Linked DNA regions of Mus musculus: region 1 is linked to region 2. A link is a contact called in public HiChIP or PLAC-seq data. All regions are on one chromosome and are shown on one strand. Each heading gives the region's core, a stretch centred on a gene start, on an enhancer-like site or on the middle of the called end of the contact. The rest is flanking DNA. Distances are from core to core; before and after follow the strand shown. Region 1 overlaps Sec24d (Sec24 related gene family, member D (S. cerevisiae)). Region 2 overlaps Myoz2 (myozenin 2).

What was found. HiChIP or PLAC-seq counts read pairs in DNA pulled down with a chosen protein or histone mark.
Region 1: an HNF4G HiChIP or PLAC-seq map of pancreatic cancer cells shows a contact between it and region 2. The contact joins two enhancer-like sites. A contact is called at or near these places in 1 of 484 Hi-C or Micro-C datasets (cardiomyocytes), 1 of 115 datasets of contacts at active chromatin or transcription factors (pancreatic cancer cells) and 1 of 9 other capture datasets (adipose tissue).

What each region holds. Positions count from the first base shown.
Region 1 is chr3:123,337,406-123,342,006 of GRCm38.p6, reverse strand. The region is part of intron 11 of Sec24d (Sec24 related gene family, member D (S. cerevisiae)); the gene reads right to left. Among named protein-coding and RNA genes, the nearest start is that of Mettl14, 46 kb to the left of the region's middle. Within about 2 kb of position 2,961, at least 31 of the 459 cell types and tissues checked have an H3K27ac peak or open chromatin away from gene starts, as enhancers often do. A contact at or near this core is called in pancreatic cancer cells, where this site is marked.
Region 2 is chr3:123,010,027-123,014,221 of GRCm38.p6, reverse strand. It overlaps Myoz2 (myozenin 2), which reads left to right. Exons shown (of 6, transcript NM_021503.2): 5 at 439-622. Among named protein-coding and RNA genes, the nearest start is that of Myoz2, 23 kb to the left of the region's middle. Within about 2 kb of position 1,386, at least 3 of the 459 cell types and tissues checked have an H3K27ac peak or open chromatin away from gene starts, as enhancers often do. A contact at or near this core is called in pancreatic cancer cells, where this site is marked.

The sequences.
Region 1 (4,601 bases), core at 1,712-4,211, 330 kb before region 2:
CGAAGATCAAAGTGTGGACACTTTGCCCCTTCTTAGAAATGGGAACAAAACACCCATGGAAGGAGTTACAGAGACAAAATTTGGAGCTGTGACGAAAGGATGGACCATCTAGTGACTGCCATATGCAGGGATCCATCCCATAATCAGCTTCCAAACCCTGACACCATTGCATACACTAGCAAGATTTTGCTGAAAGGACCCAGATATAGCTGTCTCTTGTGAAACTATGCCAGGGCCTAGCAAACACAGAAGTGGATGATCACAGTCAGCTATTGGATGGATCACAGGGCCCCCAATGGAGGAGCTAGAGAAATTACCCAAGGAGCTAAAGGGAACTGCAACCCTATAGGTGGAACAACAATATGAACTAACCAGTACCCCGGAGCTCTTGACTCTAGCTGCATATGTATCAAAAGATGGCCTAGTCAGCCATCACTGCAAAGAGAGGCCCATTGGACTTGCAAACTTTATATGCCCCAGTACAGGGGAACCCCAGGGCCAAAAAGGGGGAGTGGGTGGGTAGGGGATTGGGGGGGTGGGTATGGGGGACTTTTGGGATAGCATTGAAAATGTAAACGAGGAAAATACCTGAAAAGAAAAGAAGACAAAGCTAAAAAACTGTCAAATAATAATCAAGGAATGAGGTGTGTGTGTGTGTGTGTGTGTGTGTGTATGTGTGTGGGGGGTGTATGCATGTGTACATGTGTGTGTGGTATGTATATGTGTACATTGGGCCACATGTGTGTATGTGTGGTGTATGTGCATGTATGTGTGGTATGTGTGTGTGGGGGGGTATATGCATGTGTGCATGTGGTGGTGGTGGTGGTGTGTGTATGAGAGTCCCAAGTGCAAGTAAAAAAAGGGACTGGAAGTGTCCACAAAGAAACATCTCAGAAGGAACCCTCAGCCCCACTGCAGACGCTGGAGGACAGGCTGACAAGGGCTGACTTTCCCCTGTCTTGCTTCTTTCCTCATTGTGCTTTTGATCAAATGGGTAAAGTTTAAAAGGTTCTTATAACCTGTGGCAAAAGCAGGGAGCACACATCTCCATCTGGGACCTGGGCAATGCTCTCAGAAGTCAGATTCCCCATGGACTAGATATGCACCTGTGTAACTACACACACGTACACACACGTATGTCCTGAGCTGCGTGACTTCACACGAGCAGCTGCATGCCGTGCTGCTCTAAGCTACATCTTGCAGAGACCATGCTGTGCTGCTCCTGGGCTTTCTCTGTCTCCATTATTAAAGTCTCGCTTGTCAAGAGCCGACATAACTTCTTCCTCCTCTGTGAAAGCTCCTGAGGCCGCCAGCTAGAAGTAATTTCAGTTTCCAAATCCCTGTACAGCACTTTTCCTGGACTCTGAGTGTGCAGTGCCGTCGGACGGTAATGGAAGGGAAAGCCCTAGAGTTATCCCCCTGCCCCGAGCCCTGGGCCACTCCAGAGTCTGCTGCAATGGAGAAACGGGAGTTTTGTTGAAGATGATTTACACGCTGGTAAAACATGCTGGACTTTGGGATGGCGAATCACAGCCTGTAATGGTTAGTCCTGGTTGTTACCTTGAGTGGCCTGGGGATCAACCCAGGGACAGATTTTTCAGGCATGTCTGTGACAGAGTCTCTAGATTAGCTCAAAGGCTCATCCTGAATGTGGGGAGTAATATTCCTTGGGAAGAGTGGGGGTGTCCTAGACTGGATAAAAAAAAAAAAGACAAAGCTTGGCTGGAGAGATGGCTCAGTGGTTAGAGCATGTAGCAGTCTTGCAGAGGACCTGAGTTCAGTTCCCAGCACCCACGTCAAGCACAATTTCCTGTAAGTCCAGCTACAGGGAAATCTGAAGTTCTTTTCTATAGAAGCCTTTGGGAACATGTGCACATACTCATAATTAAAAACAATTCCTGAGGGAGGGGGAGAGGGAGAGGAGGGAAGGGGGGAGGGGGAGGGGGAGAGGCTCCAGAGTGCTGTATAGCGGTATTCATTCTTGCTACTTCTAGACTGCAGATGCGATGTAACCAACTTCCCTCCTCTGCCATGGAGTTGTATATCCTTAAGCTGCGAGCCAAAATAAAGGCCTTCTCTCTGCTGCTTTTGGAATAGAAGTCCAAAGCAAGCCATGATGGTGCAACTCAGGTTTAAAATCAGCCTGGCTAGAAATACTGACGTGTGCAATAAACAAATGCTACAAGGCACGAGTTTATCTGACCAACAGTTCACCAGGACATCATTCGTTCACCTTTGTCTCCCAGCAACCTCTCATCACACAAGGAAAAACGTCTGATAAATCATGAGTGACTGATTCTCTTTTCATAGTTAAAATGGAATCGAATAAAGCAACACACACACACACACACACACACACACACACACACACACACACACGCATGCACATACACACACTCCTCCAGACTGACACCGCTCACTCTCACTGGATTTGGGCACATTCTGGATGGGAGGAGCAGGCTGGGATCCACAGAGATCACTGAAGATCTAAATTAACCTTTTTACAAAGCATCTAATCAGAACATCTCACATCCGTTATCACTCATCTCCACAGACTCGAGGCTTTTTATTTTGAGGAACAAACACAAAACTGTCAAAAAAACAAAAAAAAAAAAAAAAAACTTTCCTTCAATGTTATAACTGCCCTAAAATTTCCTCAACCCTGTAACATATAAATTATACCACATGAAGAGACTCTGCCTTACCACATTAGTTCTGTATAATTTTGAGAGTCACATGACTAATTTTGTTTAATTTTTTAGGGTATATAAAGGATTCTACATGGGGACAGGAAGGGCTCTCTGTCTGTGGGGACGGGAAGGGCTCTGTAATTCATGAAGATGTCGGGGATTCACGGGCCTTACTTACTCTCCTGCTTCTCAGCCGCCCTCTCTCACTGCAGCCAGCCTGTGTGATGGCGTAAATCTGGCTGGGTGATACTGCAAACGTTAGATAAGCCACAAAATTCCAAACTCATGAATCTTTAACCTTTCTAAACAGTTGCTTTCTTTCGTACTGACTGTGTACTTTTATGAGCGTATGAAGGCCAGCAGACAGCGCAGGATGTCACCCTCAGGACTTTATCCACATCCTTTGAGGCAAAGCCTCTCTTCGGCCATAATCTCGACAATTATGCTAGATTGGCTGCCAGTCAAGGGGTGTGGCATTCTTACTAACTGAGCTCAGGCTCTCGCACTTGAAATGAAAGAAAGGAAAGGGAAATGAAGGCAAGTGCTTACCAGCTGAGCCATCCTGCCAGCCCCATCTCTAATATTCTAATTTATCAACATTGAAAACAGACAAAAAGTCAAAATAACCCAATACTTTGATATGAATAACCAGTGAGTGATTTTAAAGATTTTCCTCCTCGTTCCAAAAGAGTCAGGAAATCTAGAAACTTTACAAGGCCAGATACAATTCAAACAGGAGGGAAAGGACCTTCTCTTTTTCGAAGACTCAGAACATTTTAGAACACCAAGCACACGCAGACTGTTGTCTGACATGTTAAAAATAAAATATTGCTTGCTTTAGTACAAAAGGAGAAATCGAATTGACAGGGCACAGAGACCAAGACAAATTTCAGACAGAAAGCCACCAGGGATCTTTTTAAAAATGAAGCCACTTAGCTAGAAATGGTATAGTTCTGAGAGATCTGAACAGAGTTGAGAGCAACTAGCTGTAGCCTTCAACTTGTCTCTCTAGTCTTCTGCCAAAGTCGCACATAGGAGCTTCAGGGGGTTTGGTTATAGAGAGAACGTGGAATGTGCGCTTTCAGATCTCAGACCACCATGCTGCAAACTTCACACCACTGCCCTGGTAACCAGGGCTTGGGGAGTGTCTGTTGGTGAAGGCAGGCTAGGCTTAGTGAGGGACTATAAAAGGAGAGTCCGCTTTCAGAAACTGGTGTGGTGGCTCAGTTTCTTACAAACTAAATGCAAAACTCAGATTTGAACTTAAAGCAGCCCATGGGAGAGTCCCACGAAGAAGCACATACTATCTAACAGGAAAATCCATCCTTCTCGAGTCACTCTGAAAACATGAGACACAGCAGTTCTGAGGCATGGGGGCCTCTGCTCACCACCTGCAGCTGGTCCCAGCTCGCTTTTCACCTCAGGCCAGTCTGAAGTCACCTCAGTGTTTTTCAAACATCCTCCCCGTGTTACAAACCATCTCAACAATATTATGAGTTCATCTTAACAGACACAAACAAAACCACTCCGGGGTGGTCCAGAGCCCACATGTCCAAGTTTCTCATAGACAAAGCATCAATTCTGGTGGAAAGACTACAGAGGGGTAGGCATTCAGAGGCCAAGAAGCGCCATGGGTAAAGAATGCCTCCTTACCTAAACACCCCTGTCCAGACCAGATGTTGCTCCCCATGGCTCAGCACCATGGGGAGAAGGTGTGGGGTGCACAGCAGGTCCTGGCCTCCCCATCCTCTCTTCAGGGCCTACTCCCCTGTCTCTATGCTAGGTGTTAGCTCCAGCCCCAAACAGCTAGCTTGTACACAGAGACAACAAAAACCTAGCCATGATATCAGTTTTAGTAGGAGAGACCATAGAGAAAAATGAAAGGATGCTATTAGCTACTTCCTGTAATTT
Region 2 (4,195 bases), core at 137-2,636:
GTACAAGGGAACGCCAGGGCCAAGAGGTGGGAGTGGGTGGGTGGGGGAGTGGGTGTGGGGGAGTGGGTGTGGGGGACTTTGGGGATAGCATTGGAAATGTAAATGAAATAAATACCTAATAATAAAAAAATAATAGTTTTACTTAAATGAATGCAAATTATAGTCAAGGGAAAACAATATGATTTGAAAAGCGCAAATCATTAAAATAATAAAATAATAATAATTATTAATAATAACCATAATAAAGTGTCGCCTTTTTTAGATTCCTTAATTTTAAAATGTTTTTAAATATCTCCACTTCCGTTTACTACTTTCTGGTGACTCATAGAAAGGGCCCTTCACAAACTCCCCAGCACGAACAGTAAAGGCAAGAAGATGTTGGTTGGCGTTTAGTGTCTGAAGGGCATTCTGTTCACTCCCTGTGCCCTGTTTCCAAAGGATATTCTGGACCACTGAAGGAAATTCCTCCTGAAAGGTTTAACACGACGGCCGTTCCTAAGTACTACCGGTCTCCATGGGAGCAGGCGATTGGCAGCGATCCGGAGCTCCTGGAGGCTTTGTACCCAAAACTTTTCAAGCCTGAAGGAAAAGCAGAACTGCGGGATTACAGGAGCTTTAACAGGTAACTCATTTATCCAGGGTGAGTCGGAGGATATGTGAACAAGACTTTCACACTACCGTACCGGGAATCAAACTGTCCGAGAAAACCATCTTTCATTCTGAGAAAAGAATCTAAGAAGAAACCTGGGCCTCTGCTAAGTCTGAGTGGACACTCAGTTTTGCATTGTTACTAATACTCTCCAAGTTTAAACTAGTCAATTTGCTGGGGTCTGTACGAAGAACTTCATAAAAGTGATGCATTTTTAAAATGTTATCATTTATCTATATATTTCTATTTCTCCATTTTATTTGTGCGGTGGGAGGACAGTTCACGTGCCGTGGCGCTCTGTTAGAGGTCAGAGGAAAACCTGCAGAGGTCTGTTCTCTACCAAGCTTCTACCAAGCAAGTCCCAGGGATCGAACGCAGGCCATCGGGCACGACAGTGAGGGCCATTACTCATGAGTCATATTGCTGGCACAAGAGTCATTTTTTAAAAAGGTGATTTAAAAAGCTATGAAGTTAGTCAATTATCCTGATGACCAAAATCTTTTAAAAAAAAAAAGTTAGAATCTAACCCCATTATTTGATGCTACTTTCCAGGGGGAGGTGTTCACTGGTAAGATATAAAGATAAAGGGTAGATAAGCTAAGCAAAACTGAGCAGTTTGCAGCCTGGGAAGAGCAGGAACAGACTGAGATATTCCATGTAGAAGCCCTGGCGGCTACTCCAGGCTGACAACTAGAAATTGCAAGCATATCCGTTAGGAGTAAAGGCAAACAAGAGACCAGCCTTCAACAACCTCAATGTGGCTTCTGTCAGCAGTGTCAAGCTGAACAAACACCATGTCCTCTTAGTCACAAAAAGTGACCACAAATATCAGTCTTTTTGCGTGGCCCAATTTTAGATTCGAATCATCTCTACCATAGTTTCGTTTCTGTCAATTTTTAATTATGGCAAGATACATAGTATAAACTTGACAACTTTAAGCATTTTTTTAAAAGATGTGTTTCTTGGGCCGTGCATGGTGGCACATGTCTTTAATCCCAGCACTTAGAAGGCAGAGGCAGGTGGATCTCTGGGAGTTCCAAGACAGCTGGGGCCCCTGTCTCAAAACAAAAACAAACACCACCACACACACACACACAAAAGAAACCCAAGACACACTTCTTTTACTTTATATGGTTGAGTGTTTTGCCTGGATGTGTGTGTGCACTGTGTGTGTACATGGTGCCCTTGGAGGGCAGGAGAGGGCATACAGCCCCCTGGACCTGGAGTTGTTACAAATGGTTGTGTGCCACCATGTAAACGCTGGAAACCTAGTCACCTGCAAGAGCAGAGCATCCTCTTAACTTCTAAGCCATCTTTCCCACCCCTTGCTTTGAATCATGCTAAGGTCTAAGTGGTGAGCAGCATTTCCTACACTCACGATGCATGTAACCATCACCACCATCTCCAAGGCATTTTCTTGTAAGACCAGAAGTCCTGCCTGCATCTGTTCTGGATGGTGAGTCTTATGGTCCTCCTCCCTAGTCAACCTGCTTTCCACTTCATGATTTTTACTGCTCTATATTTCCTGTAGGTAAAATCATATAGTATTTGTCTTTTGTTTTGTTTTGTTTTCATTTTTTATTGGATATTTTCTTTATTTACATTTCACATGTTTCCCCCTATCCAGGTCTCCCCTTCGAAAACCCCCTATCCCATCCCCTAACCCCCTCCTCTATGAGGGTGCTCCCCCACCCACCCACTTCTGTCTCCCCTCCCTGACATTCCCTTGTATTTGTCTTTTTAGACTTATTTAGTGCCATGTCCTCTAGTTTAAATTTTACTTGGTGTTTATACTACAATAAAATTCAAAATATCGACTCCTTCCAGGGACAAGAGGGTTTAAGATTTGGCAGGAATGCATATAGTGCTCCACAGTAGTTCCTAATATGTACCGCTATTCCGTGACGGTTTGTTCTATATGTTACGGAAATTGATTAAGTTTTCCTGTTGTGTATCATATTGAGAAACAGAGAAGCTTTCAGCTTAACAAATGAACTTAGTGACATTAGACATGGCTGAAGAGAGAACTGTGATATGACACAGGACAATGTTCCCGCTGAAATACAGAGGAAAAGGAAACCAGAGAGCAAGGAAAGCAGAGGACGCTTGCGCAGCCATGACGGTCCATGGGAGCAGGAACCCGGGGAAGGAGTTAGAAGCAACACAAAAGGGCTAATGGCCAAGACCTTTCCACACTTGACAGAAGCCTCAAACACACCGCGCAAGTCAAGGAGAGTGAACAAGACAGGAAAGAGGTTTGAAGTCCTGGGATTAACGTTTCTCTTCAAAGAAACAAAAGCAAGTTAATTTCCTAACTAAAGTGATGGAAATCACGATCGAGCAACTAACATCATGATGTAACTATCAATGTATGATCCTATATCCATTAAAAGTATTCTTTCAAGATCAAAGTTACATTTAAGAGTTACATACACATTTTCTGACACAGACATTTATCGACCCCTTTTAGACAATAAGCAAGAATAATAAACAAAGTTGTTATTATTCACGGAGGGCATATTGTGCTCACACACATTCCAAGGGAGCTACTGCAAATCACCAGAATTAGTTAAGTAAATATGTCAGGAATAAAAACTACAAAGTCCCAGTAAACTACAAAAATGACCCAGTAATTATCTCTACCTGTATAAGTTCAACATGACAAAGGCCCTTCGCTGTATTATTCAGAATATAATCCAGTCATTTAAAAGAGAAGTTCAAATACTTTTCCAATGTAAAATAGGCTCTTTTCCCATTATAGGTCAACACAATTTTATTTCTTCAAACTATTAATGATTTTGAGAACATAAGTTAACCAAGAATTTAGTTCAACTATTATACATACATATTTCAAAAGTAAAATGCAATTAGTATTGTTTCACTCTTATATTATTTAATTATTCAACATGTTACTACATTGAGAGTTTATTCTGATATAACTTTTTCATTTTTGTAAAACAAATGGCCAAGACTCACAAAGGAGAGGGAAGGAGAGAGGGAGGGAGGAAGGGAGGGGAGAGAGAGAGAGAGAGAGAGAGAGAGAGAGAGAGAGAGAGAGAGAGAACTACTACAGTTTAGTGCCCCCATGTTCTCAGGCATAATCATTAGATATTAACAAAGGTTGAGATACAAGCTGATAACTCTCAGAGGTGATAATGATTAAAAGAAAATGGACCCCCAAGGAGAATTACAATCTCAAAATGACAAAGAACTGAATACAACTTTTGGTTCTTTATTCCTTTTGTATGTATTCAAACTCCATCCTACATTCAAGCCCATGGAATATGTGGGCAATGAACCAAGAGCAAGAAATTTTCTGGTTTTTCTGCAAATTACTGTGTGATCTTATATATAACTTTGAACTTAATTTTCTTATCTGTAGAACATATTCTGTGATTAAAGTGTCTTTAAATATAGCACATTGATTTGTTAGTTGGTAAAATGGTTTATTTTTCATTTCTATGCAAGCATTTTACCCTGTAGAAAAAAAATAACAATTATTATGAGTATATTATGTATCCAGCACTATTCATACATCTTTACAAT